Linked DNA regions of Zea mays: region 2 is linked to region 1. The links are chromatin contacts, called in public Hi-C maps. All regions are on one chromosome and are shown on one strand. Each heading gives the region's core, a stretch centred on a gene start, on an enhancer-like site or on the middle of the called end of the contact. The rest is flanking DNA. Distances are from core to core; before and after follow the strand shown.

What was found. Hi-C and Micro-C count contacts between places; a contact is called where the count stands out from the background.
Region 2: a contact with region 1 is called in a Hi-C map of tassel, with 2.9 times the contacts expected there. The contact joins the promoter of LOC100284285 here to the promoter of LOC103634810 in region 1. A contact is called at or near these places in 2 of 25 Hi-C or Micro-C datasets (ear and tassel).

The regions. Positions count from the first base shown.
Region 1 is chr8:13,736,362-13,742,141 of Zm-B73-REFERENCE-NAM-5.0, reverse strand. LOC103634810 (L-Ala-D/L-amino acid epimerase) reads left to right here and starts at 2,454. Exons shown (of 7, transcript XM_008657399.4): 1 at 2,454-3,430; 2 at 3,775-3,885; 3 at 3,973-4,189; 4 at 4,344-4,677; 5 at 4,826-4,887; 6 at 5,425-5,501. The coding sequence starts at 2,744.
Region 2 is chr8:13,996,878-14,002,621 of Zm-B73-REFERENCE-NAM-5.0, reverse strand. It overlaps LOC100284285 (pirin-like protein), which reads right to left and starts at 4,277. Exons shown (of 5, transcript NM_001157180.2): 1 at 3,934-4,277; 2 at 3,688-3,820; 3 at 3,525-3,574; 4 at 3,315-3,382; 5 at 2,294-3,216. The coding sequence starts at 4,030. The coding sequence ends at 2,569.

The sequences.
Region 1 (5,780 bases), core at 1,205-3,704:
AATGACTCAACAATTAACCAAATGTAATCAATGACTAAGCAGGATGTAAGATAGTAAACACCTGATAAAACATTTGTGGCTACATAAAAGGGCATCAAGAACTCTCTAAAATGTTTCACCATATACCAATCAGCTTCAGTTAGCACCAAATCAATATCAAGAGCATTAACATTCACAAAGACAGTTATAATCTTTTTATAACCTTCCAGTTTCTTAAGCATAAGGTAGGTTGAATTCCATCTTATCTTCATATCGAGGCCAAATTTCCTTGATTTCAAATTATTTGCCTTGCAATACTCACCAAATTTTTTAATCATTTGAGGAGTACTAGTTATGAAACGAACAGCAGCACGAACATTATCCAAATACTTACTAACAACTGTTATGCCATCCTGAACAACTAGATTGATAATGTGGCACACACACCTTTGTTGGACAACATAACCATCTATGTATGACTGCAGATGAGGGGTAAGAGATTCTATCGCATTTATATTTGAGGAAGCATTATTAAGAGTAATAGACAAAATCTTATTCCTTATGTTAAAATCATTAACCACCTCAAGAATATGATTAGCAATTGCAGTACCAGTATGTGAATCATACATCACTCTAAAACCTATAACACGCTTATGAAGACAATATAAATTATCCAAATAGTGTGCAACAACAGAAATGTAACTAGTCTTTTGATGTGATGAAGTCCAAATATATGAAGTTAAAGCAAACGAAAACTGATTTTTTTTAAATTTTCTTTAAGAACAGCAAGTTGTTTGTGATACTGAGACCTGATTTTATAGTAGTTCTACTAACAGGTTGGTATTGTGGGCAGAAAGCACACTGAATCAGATTCTTAAAATTAGGGCTTTCTCCCATCATAATAGGCAAGTCTTTAGAAACAATGTATTTAATAATTTCTTCACTAGCTAATTGTGGATTGTAAACCCAAGTACTTACAGTGCCGTCCGCAGCAAAGTTTAGTTGAGTTTGCATACCTGCACCAAAAGTTTTCCCTACCTTTTTTAAACAAGCTTTGAAGTGTCGATTCAAATGCCTAGTGCCACCAGCAGAATCTGCACTCAACTCAGTTTTACAATAGTGACATATAACAATATAACTTTTTATACCATTCTCGATAATCTCCCGCTTATCCATATGCTTCCAGCACTCTGCCCTAGAAATAGATGGTTTAGCACCCTTTACTGACACATCAACACTAATATCACCATCTGCTGTTAAGGGACTAGAACCAGACTCAACCCTTTACTAGCATCTACTGGTAGTGGTAAGGAAAAGGAACTAGAACCAGATACAGGCTCAGTGCCACCACCATCTCCTGGTACTCGTAAGGAGGGACTATAAACAGGTCGAGGCCCAGGGACTTCCATGGTAGGGGAGAATTCACTAGAAATAGGATTGCTGGAATCATCTATCCTACTACTACAAAAAGCTTTTCTACCAGCTACCCTCTTCCTCCCCATTGTAGAGCAAATGAATATAGATCTAGCAAGTGAGTAGCAAGCAAACTGGGGTACTCTGGGAAAAGGCATGATTCAACTAGGTGAGAAACTGCTGTATAAATAAAGCAAGTGAGCTCGAGCCCATTAGTCAGCATGATTCAACTAGGTGAGAATTTAAGGAGAAAGCACTTACTGCTGCCTCTTGGGGAAAGGCACGAATGTGAAAAGGCCCGAATGCAAACCGGCCGAACAGGCACGAATGGGAAAAGTCACTTACTGCTGCCTCTTAGCGAAGTTCGTTGAGCGCTTGAGCCTTGAGCTGGCGTCGGCGACGGCGCTTCGATTCATAGGAAACATACTTGTGAATCGGGATTAGGGTTTTGAGATAGAACGAACCATTGGATAGAACGAAGCACATTAGGGATCCGGCAATGAAACGCCGCATCAGATGCGACCGGTGGTCGCCAAAGGCGAGCATGGAAGAGACGGTGACAGGGCAGCGACGGCAGCGCCCTGGAGACTGGAACCGGAGGCGTTAGGGTTTAGGAGAGGGACGAGGGAGCCGACAGAAACGAGGCGTCGCAGTCGCGGTAAAATACGCGTCGCGTGCGACGGTGCGTGCGGTGCGACGGTGCGTCCGTGCCCATTTTTGTGCCGGGCTGACACGGGCACGACCCAATTGCCCGTGCGTGTCATTTGGGCCATCGGACCGAAACGATAAGTACAGTCCAACATGCTAAGCGTGTCGTGCTGGCCCGTCTTCTTCTCTCCCGTGCTGAGCTGGCCTTCGTGCTTTCAAATTCGTGCCGGGTCCTTGCTGACCCGATGGGTATGGCCCTAACTAATAGGACTATTATGCACAATGCAGAACAGCGAAGGTCTTGTCTGTTGCTACTTGCTGATGTGTCCTCCACTCCTCCCGCTCCACGACGAACCACAACAAGCAACAAGCAACAAACCAACACGGCCAAAGGGCTGGATGACCTGCCTGCGTCGAGGTGCCACTGTCACCTGATCGGTGCCAACGTATCAGCGTCGTGGAATCTGAAATCTCTGCACCACGGCGACGTCCAGCCGGACCAGCCCCACATGTTGGTCTCCGGCCTCCGCGCTGCGCCGGTGTCGTCGCCCTCCTCGTCCTCGACGGCATCGCCCAGGCGCGCAGCATCGCACAGGAGAGGAGAGCCGTGCGCCCACGTGGGTGCTTCTCGCCAACTGTCCCTTGCCCGCTTGGTGTGGTGCTTTGTCTCGTCCCACTGCTGTACGTACTATTATGTGTCTATATGCGATGTGATGTGCCACACTATAAAAAACCAGCGCTCCACTCGGGGTCTCTCCTCTCTCTCTCTCTCTCTCCCCGTTGCGTTCTCGCTCGCTCGTCTTCTTTCGCCGCTTCCCCGCGAATCCCGCCGCCCGGCTTCCGGTCTCCGCTTCCCCCGTACGCAGTGGGCACCATGGACCCTTCGGTCTCCTCGTCGCCTCTCCGGCTCTCCGCCGGAACCCGCGCGAGCCCCGCCCCTACCCCGAGGCCGCCCAGCCTCGTCGTCGCGGCCGGCCGCCACCAGCCCGCGGCCGCCACCGCCACCACCCGCCTCCGCGCCGTCTCGCCGTCCCCGCCCCCGCCCTCCCCCGTGGGCTCGTTCGGCTTCGACGCGCTCAAGGAGACCTTCTCCGTGGACGTGGCGGCGGCCGGCGCGCGCCCGCTCCGCGTCCCGCTCGCCGCGCCCTTCACCATCGCGTCCTCGCGCCTCGCCGCGCTCTCCAACGTCGCCGTGCGCGTCGAGCTCCGCAGCGGCGCCGTCGGCTGGGGCGAGGCGCCCGTGCTGCCCTCCGTCACCGCCGAGGACCAGCCGGCGGCGCTCGGCGCCGCGGCCCGGGCGTGCGCCGCGCTCGCCGCCGCCCCCGCGGCGCCCCTCGGCGCCCTGCTGCAGGACGTTGCCGGTGTGCTCCCGGGACACGCCTTCGCCTCGGTGAGGGATCCGCAGCTTCTCTACGTCCTGCTTCGGCAAGTAAAATTTGCCTTGCGATACCGCGGTGGATTGGCTGCTGTTTGATCATTCATCCTAGGGAGGATAGGATAGGAACGTGATTCCTCATACGGATTCCTTTAGGGCTCCTTTAACATATACTAGCACATATGGAGGCGTTCCAGTTTTTTTCCCTTGGAAATTGATGAGATGCAGACATAAGGAACTGACATAGTTTCTCATTGATTCTCATTTTTCTTGATGGCCATTCAATTGCTTGATTTTTGTTTAGACTTATTAATGATTAGTCCTATGGTTGTATTTAATTGTATCCTTTTCCATTTAAGGCCAGAGCAGGAGTGGAGATGGCGCTGATTGACGCGGTTGCTAATAGCATTCGCATACCTCTATGGAGATTATTTGGAGGAGCATCAGATAGCGTGACAACTGACATCACGGTGTGATTACCTTACTGCACTGACTCCTGGTCCTGAAGGCTTTTAAATGCCATAACCAAAATTTTATCCTGATATTTCACTATTCAGATTCCAATCGTGACCCCAAATGAAGCTGCTCAATTGGCTGCAAAATACCGCGGACAAGGGTTTCAAACTCTAAAGCTCAAGGTTGGGAAGAACTTGAATTCAGATATAGAAGTTCTGAAAGCTATACGGCTTGTCCATCCAGATTGCTCGTTTATTTTGGATGCCAATGAGGGATACACAGCAAATCAAGCAATTGAGGTTCTCGATAGACTAAATGGTCCGTACATCTGCAAATTGTAAATGGCTAGAATTCTCATTTTAAAAATGTTTCAATACGCTTGAACCTGTTTGCTATTTGTCATCTGAACTGTACGACCTTCTTCCTGTGCTTGAACTAAGTTAATATGCTACTATTCTTCCATTGGTTTCAGAAATGGGAGTGACCCCTGTGCTCTTCGAGCAACCAGTTCACAGAGATGATTGGGAAGGTCTCCGAGATGTCAGCGCTGTGGCCATGGAGAAATACAAGGTCGCTGTTGCTGCTGATGAGAGCTGTCGGAGTTTGCTTGATGCTCAGAAAATAATACAAGGGAATATTGCCCATGTTATTAACATCAAGTTGGCAAAGTTAGGGGTTCTTGGAGCCCTTGAAATAATTAATGCTGCAAGAAAATCCAATACTGCTCTGATGATCGGTGGCATGGTCGAGACTAGGATTGCTATGGGCTTTGCTGGTCATTTAGCTGCTGGCCTTGGTTGCTTTAGGTTTGTTCTGCTGTGAAAATTACCAAACTATCTTTTTATGAGCAAGAGGCATTGTCATCAGGATGCTGAAACCACAACCTGTATATATCATATCTTATACTTGTCAAATCAGCTGCTAAAGTTGTTTTTTCTAAACTTATGGATGCAGTTTCGTTGACCTGGACACACCTCTTTTACTGTCTGAAGACCCTGTGTATGGTGGCTATGAAGGTAATCTTACACAAAACATTCTTTGTGTTCCTTGGTGTAAAGGTATTGCCTACTACAGCTATAGGTCCATGTTTCCCCAAGATAGTGGTATAAAGAAGTTCTAGATCCAATGATGCTTTCAAGCTAAAACTTGATTTGGCAATGCTTTTGTTTCTGCATGTTTTATTCTTGATGTGGTCTTCCCTGATCTGATTTGCTTTTTTTTTTTTGGCAATGAGAACCTGAAGCCCACATAGTTAAATCTAGATTTGGCACAACAACACTTTGAACACTGGTTGTCAAGTTATGTAGCAACCTGCATACAAGGAGTGAGACACTTAGACAGTCCCTATATATAAGTATTGATAAAGCATGAGAAAAATACAACTGGGCCAGGCCTGACTCAATTTTCTAAACCCAACCTTTCACATGAGGATATTACCTAATGTTGCGAAAATTTCGTGGGTACAATGGTTATACTAGGATGATTTTACCAGCAATATTGCTCTATTCTTATGTTTAGAAAAATCTCCTTATGACTAACACAGTTCTCATCAGCCTTTGGACCTCTGTACAAGTTCACAAATGCCCGTGGCCATGGTGGTTTCCTTCACTTGGACAACAATGATGCCTCGGTATGTATCATTTCACACCTGTTAGCATCTGACTTCCTGTAGAACTATTCTTTTTGCCCCCCCCCCTCCCATATTATTTTTTAGGACTAGTTTGTCAACACCATTTTTACTAGGGATTTCAATTTTTCCAAGAAAAAATAGTTCATTTTTCTTTGGGAAAATGGAGTTGACAAAATAACCCTCAGTGAAATTGCACAGTTCTCCCACGCTGTTTGAGGGAAAAAACTATTATATTCCTTCCCTCATTAACATAATTAAGTTGATTTTACTGAACCGAAA
Region 2 (5,744 bases), core at 3,028-5,527, 260 kb before region 1:
AAGTCAAACTCTTTCTTAATTTTTTCCAATCTCATATAATCCATGGGTAACGGAATTAACCGAACAAGGCCTAACAGGGAACAGATATCTGGACCACCAAATATATAGGCGCTTTGCTCATGGCCAAGGCCAACCACGCTTGAAAGACATGATGTCTTCATGTTTGGACGATAAGTGCAAACGGACCGTAAGTCCATACGAATTTGAAATAAGGTGGCAACATTTTATTTACACAAACCATCGCGTTTATGTAAATTATATATTGTCCGTATGGATAAATTAAGTAATACCCATTTATGTTTTACTTTCAAATATTCTTTAAATTTATAAAAAATGCAAAAAAAAAAAAAGACAGAGGTCTCCTTGGACTTAAAACAAACCATAATACACCATATTTACCTATATAAATATTACTTTGGAATGCATTTGTCTTTCAAAGTTGCATTATGATTTATGTCATTGCATAAAGTGTTAATTTATTTCATGTATATTCACTTCTCTAGATCCTATATTTTTTGTTTTTTTGTAATGTTCAAAGCCTTTGTCCAAATTATGGTATATCTTACTGATTGAGTTTCTTGCACAATAGGGGTTACTCTAATTATAATTGCGTACATGTGTTTGTGAAGAAATCCAAAATTGGATCTTCCTCATCTCAACACATACCGATTATTTTAATATCACTGGAATACAAAAATAATTGAGAAGTCATTTTAGGTAAAATTTCCATCACAGGGAGTTGGTATTTAAGACAAATTTGAGATGAGATATTTGGTAAGACTAAATTAGGCTTAAGTCTTAGCTTAAGCACATATATTGGTATATCAATATCCAATTGATATTGTATATCGATATCTAAATAAATGTAAACCCTTAAATAAAATTTAAAGAAGCTTAGGTAGTTCCTTTAATATTTAAGAATAATAACAGAGTATATTTTAGTATGTGGTTTGTTACCGAGGCATACTCTTTTAAATAAATAAATGTGTATTCATGCATATCATGCTGGATCTTTGAATTGTGCACCTAGAATGAATTTGAAAACATGAATTTGATTTTAATTTAGGGCATTTAAAACTGGATATGAAAATTGGGATTTAGAAAACAAAAATAGAAAAAAGAAAACAAAGAGAGAGAAAGCACTTCAACTAGATGATGATGAATATATACATTAAATATTGTATGAATCCACTAAAAACCCAAAACAAATTTTATTTTGGGACAAAGGGAGTACTTTTTATACGTAGTTGAACCTGTAATAGCAGTAGTAATCATAGTAGTAATGCTTCTACCTTATCCATTCAGTGCAATGAACAACAAATCTACCTCTATGGTTATGCTTGTATTGTGAGATTAGGTCATCCTGTCGATTCCCATATACTTTGGGCCTATGTGTGTAGTATATAGAACCTCGATTAATGTGTTCTTGCTTGCTTTTAGATCGGCATTCTCATCTACCAACATGTCTGGTGAGCATGGATCTATATTGATGGCTAGAATTGTGAAGGGTTGCGATGTGTGCTTTGTGGCTAATTCAATGTGTGTGTATATATATACTTTGAATTGTGCTTCTATTTATTTTAGTGTTGCTTGTGGTCTAATTTCTACCACGGATGGCAACTTTGTATCACTTCCAAATTGATGGCACTTAACATTTTCATGCTCGTTGTCCATGCTCATGAAATATATGGTGTATAAACTTCCAAATTGGTCTAATAATTTGAACATGTATAATATATTTTGCTTTACATGTTGAAAAGAATATTTTTTTGCCGCAGTTGCTTTCCATGCCCATGAAATATATTTTGATTTTTTTGTAAATTGTTCACAGGGATCTTATGTATATATTACTATATAGGGCGCCACATGTTCTAATTATTTTAATAGTCTGCGTAGCCACCATTACCCAAAGGCCACCAAAAGGCTGTTAAAATGTAGAAAATTTATAAAAAGTATTATATTTTAAGTTAAAATTTATTTTAGATAATTAATGGATTCATATACTCTCTCCGTTGCAAATTACTACTCGTTCTAGCCCTTAATTTTTATTTCTATATTTAAATGGATGGTAACGAATCTCTATATATATAACATATACATCAATTATTTTATAAATTTATTAAAATGCTAAAACAAATTTTCATTGGGAATAAAGAGAGTGTGTTTTATATATGTGTCTAGATCTAAAATAAATATTATTTTAGGATAGAGGGAGTATATAATAATTTCATAGCACGAACAAGTTAAATGATTGTGAAGTTCCAAACAAGGTCAAATGTCTCCAGTTATAAATGATTGAACTAGCTGATACTTCGACCGGAAAACACGGTAATCACCCACAAATGGCATTGCTACATAACTTTCGATACACGAATACAATAGTCTCAATAAACTATTGTATTAGCTAAAATACCGATAAATATATAAGTTTAAAAGGAGTGGAACTTTTTTAAGCTTGCTCGATCACTCGTTAATCACCAACAAATGGCGTTGCTACATAACTTAAGGGAAGCGTTGAGCTGTGTGTATTACACACATTTATTTAATTTAACGCGATAGCCTCGCCGATCAGGCGGAGGAGCTCCACTGGCCGGCCCTCTCGAAGCCGTTCTTGCCGTAGGAGTAGTCTTCCATGGCCTGCTGTATCTCGGCGTGCGAGTTCATGACGAAGGGTCCGTGCTGCACCACGGGCTCACCGAGCGGCTGCCCGGCGGCGAGGACGAACCTTAACGGCCTGGCGGACCTGTTCCACACGCTGACGCCGTCGCCGGAGCCGAGGACGAGGCAGTGGTGTGCCGTGGCCGTCTCCCGTCCGAATACGCCCTCGCCGTCGACGACGTAGACGAAGGCGTTCCAGCCCTCCGGGACAGGCTGGTGCAGGCGGGACCCAGGTCGCATGGTGAAGTCCACGTACATGATGGGAGTGCGCGTGTACACGGGGGACGCCACGCCGAAGGCCTCCCCGGCGATGACGCGGGCCTCCACGCCGTCCTCGGTCTCCGCGCGGCTGATGTCCTTGCGCTCCAGCTCCTGGTATCGCGGCTCGATCATCTTGTCCTTGGAGGAGAGGTTGATCCAGAGCTGCAGGCCCTCGCTCACGCCGTCCCCAGCCGGCATCTCCGAGTGCACGATGCCTCGCCCCGCCGTCATCCACTGCACGTCCCCTGTCCTGATGGTGCCCTTGTGACCAGCGAAGTCCTGGTGGGTGATGGCCCCCTGCAGTAGCCACCAACCGGAACCAAAATGGTGGGGCGGGGACGTTTGAAGAGAAGAGAAGAGAAGAGAAGAGAAGATGTGGAGCAGACGTAACGCACCTCAAACATGTGGGTGACGGTCTCGAATCCTCTGTGCGGGTGGTCGGGAAACCCGGCGGGCTTGGAGACTGCGAGACCAACCAAGAGAGAGGGGTGAGGGAAGGAAACAGCAGGCAGCCAGAGCCAGGCGAGCAGGAAAGCTCGGATGATCCGAGCGTGCGGATTCGCAGAAGGCTGGAAATCTGGGCGCAAATAGAGTGGTGGTATTACCTGTGAACTCGTCGAGCTGGAGGAACGGGTCCAGGTTGCGGAGCTCGTGCCTGCACGGACGCGCAAGGCGGCGAGGACAAGTCAGCCAACGCCTCGTGATACCGAGGGCGAGGAGAGGAGAAGCAGCACGACCAAATCGAATCATCTGCCACTGCCAGCGTACCTGCCGATGCTCCTACGGACGGTGGCACCCTGACCCTCGGGCTGCGACTGCGCGAGGACCTTCTTGACCACGGCCCTGGGCTTCTCGAACGGCGCGGCGTCGGAGGCGGAGGACGACACGATCCGAGACCGAGCTGGGGGCAACGAGACGGCAGGGGTCAAGAAGACGACGGAGAAAAGGAGCAGGAGGAGGAGATCACGAGGAGCAGGAGCTGCTTTTGGGTGCTATGAGTAGTAATTGCTGTACTTGCTCGGCGGCGGTGGGGTGTGTTGTTGCCGAGCCTCACGACGATGGCAGGGGTAGGGGAGGAGACCAGGCCCATGTGCTGCTTCAGCCTCATCATGGTCGTCGTCGTCGCGGCCTCAGCCCTCAGCGCCCGTGCTGGTTAGTTCACGCCACACTCCTAGCTCCTTGGCGGAGGTATTTAGGCTGCGTTTGGTAGCGCTTTTTCAGCTCCGCTCCGAAGCAGAATCAATTCTCATATGCCAAACGGTCAAAAAACCAGACGCTTCACCGAAGGAGCGGAGCGAATCGCGTCCAATAATTGTACTGGCACATGGGAGCGAAAAAAACCTGCTCTACCGGCTCCCTCACCCGCTCGGGCATCCAGCCACAAGCCCAGCCTGGCTTTTGTCCAGACCGTGGCCATTAGGGTTGGAGGCGGCGCGGCGGCGCCAAGCTACCAGCCGCTACTAGCCTAGGACGCTGGAGATCCAGGCTGCCGCCCCTTCCGTCCAGAACACTCCCAAGCCCCTTCCGTCCACTACTACGCCATCTCTTCGTCTCGCGTCTTTCAGTGTGCAAGGTGAAGTTGCATTCCTCTCTCCCTCTAATCTGTAGCCGATTGAGGTGAGGACGCGAGTGTTTTTTCCTTCTGCTCTAGCTCCTGCGGTGTCTATTGGTTTCTTGATTTGAAAATCATTTTTAAGAAAATCTTTGCACACGAGTATAGAAGCTGTGAAAATCCAAAGTTCACACGTCCAGTCCAGCAGCACCATTTCTAGAAATGTTCTGCACGAAAAAATAAATAAAATCACAAGTCGAGAAGCTCATCATCAATCTATGCTTGCTGCTTTATACCTGTTGTTTTCCATGTTAGAAGAGCTAGCACTTTGATTTATCTTTTTTTTATTATTCATGGTTGTGGCAATAACAGCACCATGAAGGAGGATAATGCAGACTGGTGCGATGAAAATGTTAAGATAGCTTGTGAAATATTTGCTGAGGAAGTAAGAGCAAAGAACAGATCAGGTTCTCACTTAAACAAGCTTGGGTACAACTAGCAGCCAAACGCAATTCATCAACAAATTCACTCCTACCAGAGAATCGCCCAGAATCACTCCATTAGAGAATCAGCTCTCGGAGCTAGAGAATCATAGAGTGGAGCTCTACCAAACGAGCCCTAAATACTAGCCATCGGTCCAGGAAAACGGCAACGGAACGCTGGTTCAGCGCGTGAATCGCGGCATCGGCAGCAAATCTCTTAGCGCCAGAGGAGGACCGAACGATATGTGTGGATCAACGCTGGCAGCTTCTTGGCTTCGTCCATGATGAAGACGTTTGGGGGAGGACCGCATGGGTAGGCAGATATGCGCAGGGGGGTCATGGCCTTGCTTTTATCCACGACGTGGGTGGAGGATTGGATTAAGCACTTCGTGAGGTTGTTACGATGGATGCGAGCAATACGGAGGGAGAAGGGGGCTCAATTGCGTGGGTCCCACACAGTTGCATGCTGCGGCCAGCAGGAAAAAAAACGGAGAGCGTTTTTTTGGCCTGGTCGGCAACAGGTATGGCCTTCTTCTTTTTTTCTTTTCCTTTTCTAATTTGTTTTTTTTGTTTCAATTCAAATTCCAAGAAAAAAAGATGCATCATTCAATAATGATCGAGCATGTAAATTAGAATTTTGTACTATTTATTCATTTATCTTATTCACTTATCCAAATACTTTTAAATATATAGTTCATATACACAAACAATATATACAAACGCAATACCACATTGCGTGTGGTCCAATTAAAAGTGCACCAATATTCATTACTTATTTATTTTAATAGAAG